3 separate regions of the Mus musculus genome follow, and all the other regions are linked to region 1. A link is a contact called in public HiChIP or PLAC-seq and promoter capture Hi-C data. All regions are on one chromosome and are shown on one strand. Each heading gives the region's core, a stretch centred on a gene start, on an enhancer-like site or on the middle of the called end of the contact. The rest is flanking DNA. Distances are from core to core; before and after follow the strand shown. Region 1 holds the start of Rgs12 (regulator of G-protein signaling 12). Region 2 holds the start of Cpz (carboxypeptidase Z). Region 3 holds the start of Fam193a (family with sequence homology 193, member A).

The links. Promoter capture Hi-C pulls out the DNA fragments that hold promoters and counts their contacts. HiChIP or PLAC-seq counts read pairs in DNA pulled down with a chosen protein or histone mark.
Region 2: a promoter capture Hi-C map of embryonic stem cells shows a contact between it and region 1, with 2.4 times the contacts expected there. The contact joins the promoter of Cpz here to the promoter of Rgs12 in region 1. A contact is called at or near these places in 2 of 39 promoter capture datasets (embryonic stem cells and hippocampal neurons) and 1 of 115 datasets of contacts at active chromatin or transcription factors (large pre-B cells).
Region 3: a FOXA1 HiChIP or PLAC-seq map of pancreatic cancer cells shows a contact between it and region 1. The contact joins the promoter of Fam193a here to the promoter of Rgs12 in region 1. A contact is called at or near these places in 2 of 115 datasets of contacts at active chromatin or transcription factors (large pre-B cells and pancreatic cancer cells).

What each region holds. Positions count from the first base shown.
Region 1 is chr5:34,948,030-34,950,821 of GRCm38.p6, reverse strand. Rgs12 (regulator of G-protein signaling 12) reads right to left here and starts at 1,374. Exons shown (of 17, transcript NM_173402.2): 1 at 1,298-1,374.
Region 2 is chr5:35,524,288-35,527,079 of GRCm38.p6, reverse strand. It overlaps Cpz (carboxypeptidase Z), which reads left to right and starts at 1,454. Exons shown (of 11, transcript NM_153107.2): 1 at 1,454-1,647. The coding sequence starts at 1,545.
Region 3 is chr5:34,368,562-34,371,353 of GRCm38.p6, reverse strand. Fam193a (family with sequence homology 193, member A) reads right to left here and starts at 1,421. Exons shown (of 21, transcript NM_001243123.1): 1 at 927-1,421. The coding sequence starts at 1,148.

The DNA.
Region 1 (2,792 bases), core at 125-2,624:
GGTTGTTGTTCTAAACAGAATGCAAAAAGTGAGCCAGCCCTTGACACAGGGGATGACCACAAAGTGCCTCATGTCACAAGCTGGCAACTCCACGATGCACTGCAATTTGGTCTACTCAGTATAAACCCTGCCTTCTGACTCCTGCGCCAAGACTGGCAACACACAGGCCACCCCAAGTCTGAGGGCCTTTCCTCAGCTCCGGTATTTGCTGATCTCCTTTGCCAGCTCTCCAGCCTTTCATCTTTCCTGTCAGAAGCAACCCTCCTCCTTTGTCCCACTGAGGTAGGTTCCAAGAAACTTCACAGAAATGGCCTTGCATCCTTTAAAGATCCATCCTACTCCAGAGTCTTACCTAAGCCATTCCCTCTACCCCGTGACTTTCTCTATCCCAGCAGTGTGCCTGAAGTCCAGATCCTGCCAGCCTGAGTACTTGGTACTTGTCATCCAGCCCCCCCCCCCCAAATAAAAAGATGTAACATTTTTATCCCAGTTTTTCTGGAGAAATTGTCCTGCTGACAACTGTGCTTTCTTCAGAAACTTTTAGAATGTAAGCAGGCCCTTGATTCACAATTGATTTTGCTTCTCTCCCCTCTCCCACACACCAGTTGCTTGATGTAGGCTCAAGGCTTCCTCACCAGGGCGACCTCCATCTACACTCCATCTGAGGCCTTTTCAGGAACCTGGGCCCCTCCATTTGTATTCTATTGGTCAAAGCCCCTCTGTTTACACTCCAGGGGTTGGGCCCTAGCTACACACCACCCCTTCATCTACACTTCACAGCTGAGCCCTTATTACACTCTACAATTCTGCGCACACACACACACACAGTCCACAGGTTTGGGGCCCCTCTATCTACACTCTGAACCCCCTTGTCTACACTTCCCAGCTCTAACCCCTCCAGCTATTCTCGATGCTCGCTCGCTGTGGGCTGCCCTGCGTTCTTGCCCTACATTTCCTCAGTTCGGGTCCTTGGATACGGTCTCTGCCCAAACAATGAGACCGCGGGCTGAGTTGGACATTAAAGTCCCCTCATGGCCAGCCGGGCCGGCTTCTGAGCCGGGTCAGATCCCGCCCGAGTCCGGTGGGCTGCAGCCCTGCGGAACCCGCACATCCGGCCTGCGCGGGACCCCGGCCGCAGCCCGCGCGGGCAAGTTCCCGGAGTCCCGCGCGAACAAAGAAGGCGCGGGCGGTGCCCGAGCTCGGCCCCACGGCCGCAGGAGGACAAGGCCGGGCCGGGCGGGGGCGCGCGCCAGAGAAGAAAGACGCGCGAGGAGGCGCGCCGGCTCCGCTCACCTACCGGGCCGCCGCTTGCTCCCGCCGGGCGCCCGCCGAAAGCATCAACGGTCACCGCCGTCGCCGGGCCGGGGGCGGGGCTCCGGGAGGGGCAGGGTCCGGCCCCTGAGAGAGGAGCTCCGACTCCTGGGGGTGGGGCCCAGGGCCTAGGGGGCGGGGCTCTGGGGGCGGGACCCGTGAGGGGCGGGTCAGGCCGTTGTGCGCTTCGGGACTCTGACCCCGCGGGTCCTGCTTCTGGGGGTGTGGCTCCTGGAAGGGTGGGGAGTTCAGCCGCTTTTGGAGGGTGTGATTTGGGCTCTTGGTGGGGCTCATTCGAGATTCACCAAGTTTAGGATTTTGGTGGAGTCAGGTTTTGGGGGACGGAGCTGGATGAGGGGATAGATCAGGTCGTTGGACAGCTGGAGTCAGGGACCAACGGGATCCGGCTTCTGGGGGCCGGGCTCCTGGAGAGCAAAGTCCGCCCTACTGGACAGTGGCTCGGGGTCAGGCGGGATCGGACTCCTAGCACAGAAGCGCTCAAGAAGTAGGGACTTGCCTGGGACTGAAGACCTAACGGAAAGCTCAACATCCAGGGCTTAAGGCTAGACGGAGGCGGGGCGGAGCATGGAGGCCGGGGCGGGACTTCCGCCTTGGTCCAGCTGAGGGGTTGAGCTACCCTACTAAATCGCAAAAGCCAGATGGGTTTCTTTTTTGAATGGTTGCAGAGAGCTGGGATGTGTGATCTTCTTCACGTGCAGAGAGAGACCACTTCGTCCTCCTTCAAGGGGCAGCTCTGAGACACGATGCATTTGTGAGGAAAGTTTCCCACCTGCCAGGAGAGGGGTCATCTACCTGAGGGCGTGCATTTGAGATGGAGAGAAATACATCAATCCTGTCCCAAGCACCACTCAGGCTATGATACAATAGTTGCACAAACTGGTTTTATAGTTCCTACGCCCAACCTTTTCAGAACATTGGACCTTGTCTACCTCAAGGAGACCTTTCTTTGGTGAAAGACGTCAAGGGCAGAATTCCCCTTCCCTTCCCACATTGACTTCCGAGCAGCCACAGCGTCTTCAGAAGTTTCATTCCCAGTTAGAAACTAGCTAAAGTACTTTCAGAAAACAGGAAACTGGGCATTTTACTTAAAAAGTTTAGACCAGGAATTCACTGCCTAGGCCCTCTTTTTCTCAAACACCAGCCCCAGCCTGGTTCAAGCTTCTTGGTCTTGAGATTAAATCATCATAAAAACCCCATAGCTGTAACCTTTAACACTCACTTCCTCCCTAAATTCAGGAAATGTAAGTCACGACTGGTAGTCCCTCCAGTGTTTCCAGGACAGTAAACCCTGTGTTCTTGTCAGTGTGCAGCTTCGTTTCACTGCATAGGTAGATGTATTGACTGTCAATGTGTCTTGAGTAGGAAGCCCTGTGACACTGAGGCCAATGGAGTAACAGAGCCCTATTTCTATGCATGTGGTACCCCCTCACACCTCTTCTCTCAGCCTGGCCTCAATGACC
Region 2 (2,792 bases), core at 205-2,704, 580 kb before region 1:
GTGTAACTTTTAAGTAACTGGAGAATCTTCATTTGTCAGGAGAATTCACCAACTTGCTTCTAATATGCAATGTAGCCTGTACTAAAGATTTCTATCTCAGTGGGATTCCCTGGCTCTTTTATGGTTAAAAGAGAACTCATAGTTCCATACACCAGACTAACGCGGGAATAGAGTATGAGTATGTGGGTAAATGATAACACCAAAACTCCAGGAGGTGAGTTTCTATGAAACTCTTTGCCTCATGAGTGGCTTTAGGCTTCTCAGCCTGTCAAGCGGACTGGACTGGAGGGTGTGACAATAAGTGCCCTTGCAAGGGAAAAGCTGAGCTGAGGTGGGTATGGCCCTGCTACCTTGAAGGGCTCTGACTTGAAGAGCTATGGAAGTGGACTGTGCACCCTGTGAGTAGGAGGATCTCATTCAGTGACAGACTATAACCTTTCACCCAAGGCTAAGTGGCTTGTCCACAGCCTCCAGCTATCCAGGACAGTTGATAAAGGATGCCCATGAAGGCATATGGCCCCAAATGTCATCTGGGCCAAATACTTCTACTAAGTGCTACCTTGGTGTCCCACAGGTATTGTCCCCAAGCTTGTGACATGTGCACACTGACTGGACCATAGCAGTGGGGCAGTGAGAAGGGGCTGGCAGGCAGATTTGCACAGAGCTAGACATCTGTGTCAGGGTCTGTCCTGCACCAAATGGTAAGGCCTAGAAGGAGAGCACACAGAGCTCCTGGCCATCTTTCCTTGGGTGCTGGCAGCCTTAGCGATCTACCCAGTGAGTTCTAAGTGGGGGAAGGCGAGGGCTGGGGACCAGCTGTATAGGAGTCTCTAGAGTTTGGTCACCAGTGGGCTGTTGCCTCCCCACCTCATGACATTGCCTTCAGGCCACCTTCTGGGGTAGATGCACAATCCTTCAGGAAGGTCCTCTGAGCTAGGTCCCTGCTGGGTCCTGCAAGTGGTGGAATCAAAGTTCGGGGGACTTTTCTGGAACACAGCCCCACACAGAGGATCAGAGCACTGACAGCATCAAGGCAGGGGTGCGATGGTACCAGCACCTTGGCTCCACACGCAGCTTCCCTGGGAGAGAATCCACACAGGGGACAGGCATGAGAGACCCAGTCAACCTCATTTAGCTGGCTCTGACCAAGGCCTGGCTCACTTCCAGCTGGGGTCAGCTCTGGGCCAGGACCCATCTCTACTTCTGATGCTGTCTCCACCCGCCCACAAATCAAAGTCTTTAGGCCAAATCAGCAAGCATTTGACGACTAGCTCCCCAGAGCCTCCCATAAGAGGGCAAGTCCCTTTCTTTAGGAGGCGGAGTTCCTGGAGGGTTAGGGGGCAGGTTGGCTTTTATCTGCCTTTCCTCCTCCTCCCCGTTAGAATCCCTTCTCCAGTGTCTGGCGCTGCCGGTTGTAACCCGACTCCTGAGCCCGCTCCTCACCCCTCCCCCCCTCCTCAGCCGAAGGGCCCAGCAGCGCCTCTCGCGCTCCCCGAGTGCCACATCACTGCGCCCTCCCGCGCATCCGTGCATCTGTGCCCACCATGCCGACAATGCCGCTGCTGCTGGCCGCGCTGGCTGCGCTGGCCGTGCTGGCCCTTGCCGCGCGCCCCAGCCCCAGCTGCTCGCCTGGACCCGACCCCTCCGGTAGGGTCCCAGCCGCCCCTGTGGGTAGATTTAGATACCCCTTTCTCCAGCCACCTGGGAACTTTTCTCTCCTTGTAGGTCGCATTCTGTCACCTGGGTAGAATATCCTGAAGGTGCCACATTGAGACCTTAGCCAGTACAGAAAACTTTGCTGGGGCACTGAGCTGTCTCAGCATCTGAGCCAGAGACCCCGGGGGAGACGGTTCGGCTGCAGGCATCCAGCACCGCCACGGCAGAGCAGGCACCTGGCCTGGTGGGATCCGAAAGTAGGTCAGAGTGAGCAGGTGCCAGGACTTCAGGACAAGGCGGTCTGAGTCCCCTGTCCTTCCAGGAATGGGTAGGTGCTGGCCACAGCAGACTCCTGACTTCAAAACTCCTGGCTGCAATGAGGATAACTTTTTATTTCCGGAAGTAGCCCTGAGAAGGGTGGAATGTTTCGGCAGGGATAGGACAGGGAGAAGGAGGGACACCCAGGGATCACAACGGAGGGTCCTGAGGATGGGTTTGGAGTTCTGGACTCCGTTCTGGTGCCTCTGCCCCTCCAGAAGTTGGGCTCCAGTTTCCCTCTTATTTGGTTGGGGATACATTTAGTTCACATCCTTTATGTCTTTATCAACAACAGCCACCTGAGTCTAGTCGGAGCCCCTAGGGTCTTTGGAGCCCATGGTATCAGCTGTAGAATTTTAAGAGCTAAGATTTGTGGTCACCTGAGAGGCTGTCTGCTCCAGCTACACAATGCCTCTTTTCTTTGCCCTCAGCCTGGGGCTTCCTCCCTACCCTTGGCCTCCCCCAGCCCTCTATCCATCCTCCTGTAGGATAGACAAGTAAAATACAGGTCAGTGGGCAAGTGTGTACATGTGCAAGCATGTTTGGGCCTGTGTGCAGAGCATGGCTGTGGAGCGCTGCTAGAACTTTCAGTGGAGGGCCTTTCTCTGAACCTTTGGTATCCCAGAAAATGCATAGATTCAAAACCTGCTACAGGAAGCCTTTCCTGGCCTGCTCCGCACCAGGAGTACTAGCCCCAGCCCAAGGCTGCCTTACAGACACCCATTTCCTCACTGAGACAGGACACGCAGGTGAGCTCTGTCCCTGCCTGGGCTGAGAACCACGACACATCAGGGAATATTTCTGGAGGGAGGGACAAC
Region 3 (2,792 bases), core at 172-2,671, 580 kb after region 1:
CAAAGTCCCAAAATGAAAAATCACAACCTCATTTTAAACTAGAGCTGTCCAGAGTCAAGAAAAAGGCCAAACTCTGGAAACTCAAACCCAAGGACAAACCCCAGATGCTAAACAAATGTAACAATACTCCGCGAAGAAAGCTCCCAAAGTTGCACCAAAACTGCAGAGAACACCGGGAACAAATAAGGAAAACTTAAGTATTTATCCATTACTGTACTTTCTTGCAACAACATGAGCATCAAAACCCATGCCCATCCCCAACAATTTTCTCAACTGCTCTCAATACATACTGTGCCAACACAATATTCCGAATCTCATTAAAAAAAAAAAAAATCTGCCTCATGACTTGGCACACAAATACCCCTTAAAGCTTTGGTTTCTTCACTGTGGATGTCTTTTTAAAAGAAGATAACTTGTTTTAGCAACCTTACAAGAACGCAACTTGAGAGAAACCCATAATCATTCGGTGGCCAATCCAATCTATAGAACCGATTATGCCAACTGCATCCCACGTACCAGCACTATCTTCTGAAACAGAATAAAAGAGACAGCGGTCCATCCACAGCATGCCTGCGTAAGTAAACCTGAAAAAATAGTTACCCCAACCCTTGCGACTATCCTCAGCTGACACTCCTGAGGAAAGAGACCCCGGCGGCTCCCGAGAGCTTACAGCAGCAGGCACAGAGGGCAAGACAGCCGCGCCCGTGGTGCGCCAGGCGGTACCCAGAAACTTCTAGGGGGCACTTTTCAAGGCCACAGTCGGTGTGCCTCGGGGGTCCCGCCGGCGCCGCCCTCCCTCCGCCGCGCTCGCGCCCGGGAGGAGCTGTCAGCTAGGCAGGCGCCGGCCCGTTATCCGCCGGCCGCGCCCGCCCGGCCGCTCGTGAGGGGGCGGCGGCCGCTCCCGCCCGCGGACCCCTGCTGCTTACCTCGAAGTAGCCTCCGGCGGCACCGCCCGCACCCGCGCCCAGAGGCCCGTGGGCCGCCGCGCCGCCCAGCAGGCCCGCCGCGCCGGGGCCCGGGGCCTGGGGGCCGCGCAGGGCCGCCGCCGAGCCGGCCTTGCCGCCCGAGCCGCCGCCACCCGAGCCACCGCCGCCGCCGCGCTTGTTCTTCCGGCGCTTGGCTCCGCGCTTAGCGTCGGCCGGGCTCATGGCGGGAGTGAGGGACGGAGGACGGCGGGCGGGGAAGGGGCGCGGGCGGGCGCCGGGCCGCGGGCGGCGGCGGCAGCGGCGGGCAGGCGGAGGCGGCGGCGGGCGCTGCGGCCGGCCGGGCGGGGGGCGCGGCGCGGGGTCTCCTCCCGGGCTGGGAGGGCGGGGCGGACGGGATCTGAGGGGCAGCTGCTGGCGAGAGCGACGCGAGTCCACCGGGCCCGGTGCCGCCGCTGACCAGAGTTAAGAGTCCAATATGGCGGACACAAGGGGAAAGGGATCCCAGTTTACGTCGGGGGAGGGGGGAAGCAGCGGCAGGGGGAGGGGCGCGGGCGGCCGCCCCCCGCACTCCGCCCTCCCGGGCGGCGCGCCCCTGGCCTGGGACCCCGCCCCCGACGCCACGCGCGAGGCATGCCGGGAGCTGTAGTTCCAGCCGCCCGCGGCTCCGCCCGGGCGTGTGGGGCGGGACCACGACTCCCGTAGGGCCACGCGCAGTTAGTCGTGCGGGGAGAGGGTGTGCCTAGGGTGACGTCCGGCGCCGCGTGGCCCTGTGGAATCTGTAGTCCGCGCACGGACGGAGCTGGAGGCGGGCGGGGTCCAAGAGGGTCTCGCAGTTCCAACTCTGGCGGTCTCTCAGTTCCTTTAGTACAGCCTCCTGCCAAAGACCCAAGCTCTTGCCCTGCTCGTAGTGGGCCCTGCTGACTTTGGCCCAGTCCAGGTTCGAGCGTGCCCCTTTCACCTGTCGCTGTGTGACCTTGGCCTATGCCAGGGCCAGTGGAAAGAGGGCCGGCATCCGCCGACTGGTAATTCACTGCATCTGCGCTGACAAGGCCTGCAGTAAGCAGGAGCCTGCCTCACTCCTTCCTCGCTTCTCTTTAAAGTCTCCATACTTAAAGGAGCGCTTCCTCAGGCCATCGCCCATGCTATTCATCACTTTCCATTCACCACATACCAGGAGGACTTTAGTTCAGGACAGAAGTCTGGACCACTACCTAGAAACCTTGTTCCTTGGCGCCCTGCTTATCGCCTATAGGTACAAGGACCCAAACCAAAGGTTTCCCGCAGTTCATACCTATTTTTGATTCCATCAGTGGAACCAAGTGCTATCTGTTGAGATTAGCATTGCGACATACAGACATGCGCTCCTGAACCATCTCCTATTACCTCCTAGTTAGTCATTCTGGCCCAATTCAGCAATTCTGACCCATTTTTCACCCCAAACCTGAGCAGCCCAATGTGATGAACCCCGTTTCAATGACTAACTTCCCAATAGAATGAAGGTCCCTCACCCAAACAGGTCTTGGATAGCTCTGATATTAAAGTGTAGTAGGATGCCAGGCTAAATCTCCCTCAGTACTCCATAGGTGGGCAGTGTCAGGACCGCCCCTTCCCTCCATTTCATCTAAGGAGTCCAGTTGAATGCCTCCCTACTTCCATAACCACTTTGCTTTCTTCTGTTCTTGGCACATTGGCATGGAGTTGAAATTTTTAAGTGTCATTAGTATCCTAGAGGGCACAGGATATAGAAGTGCTTGCCTCCACCATAATCCCAACCCCTTGCAGGCACAGGGCTGGGCATGCAGCACTCCAGTAATTGCTAGGTGAATGAATGACCATTTGTCCAGCAGTGCAGTCATTCTCTGTCAA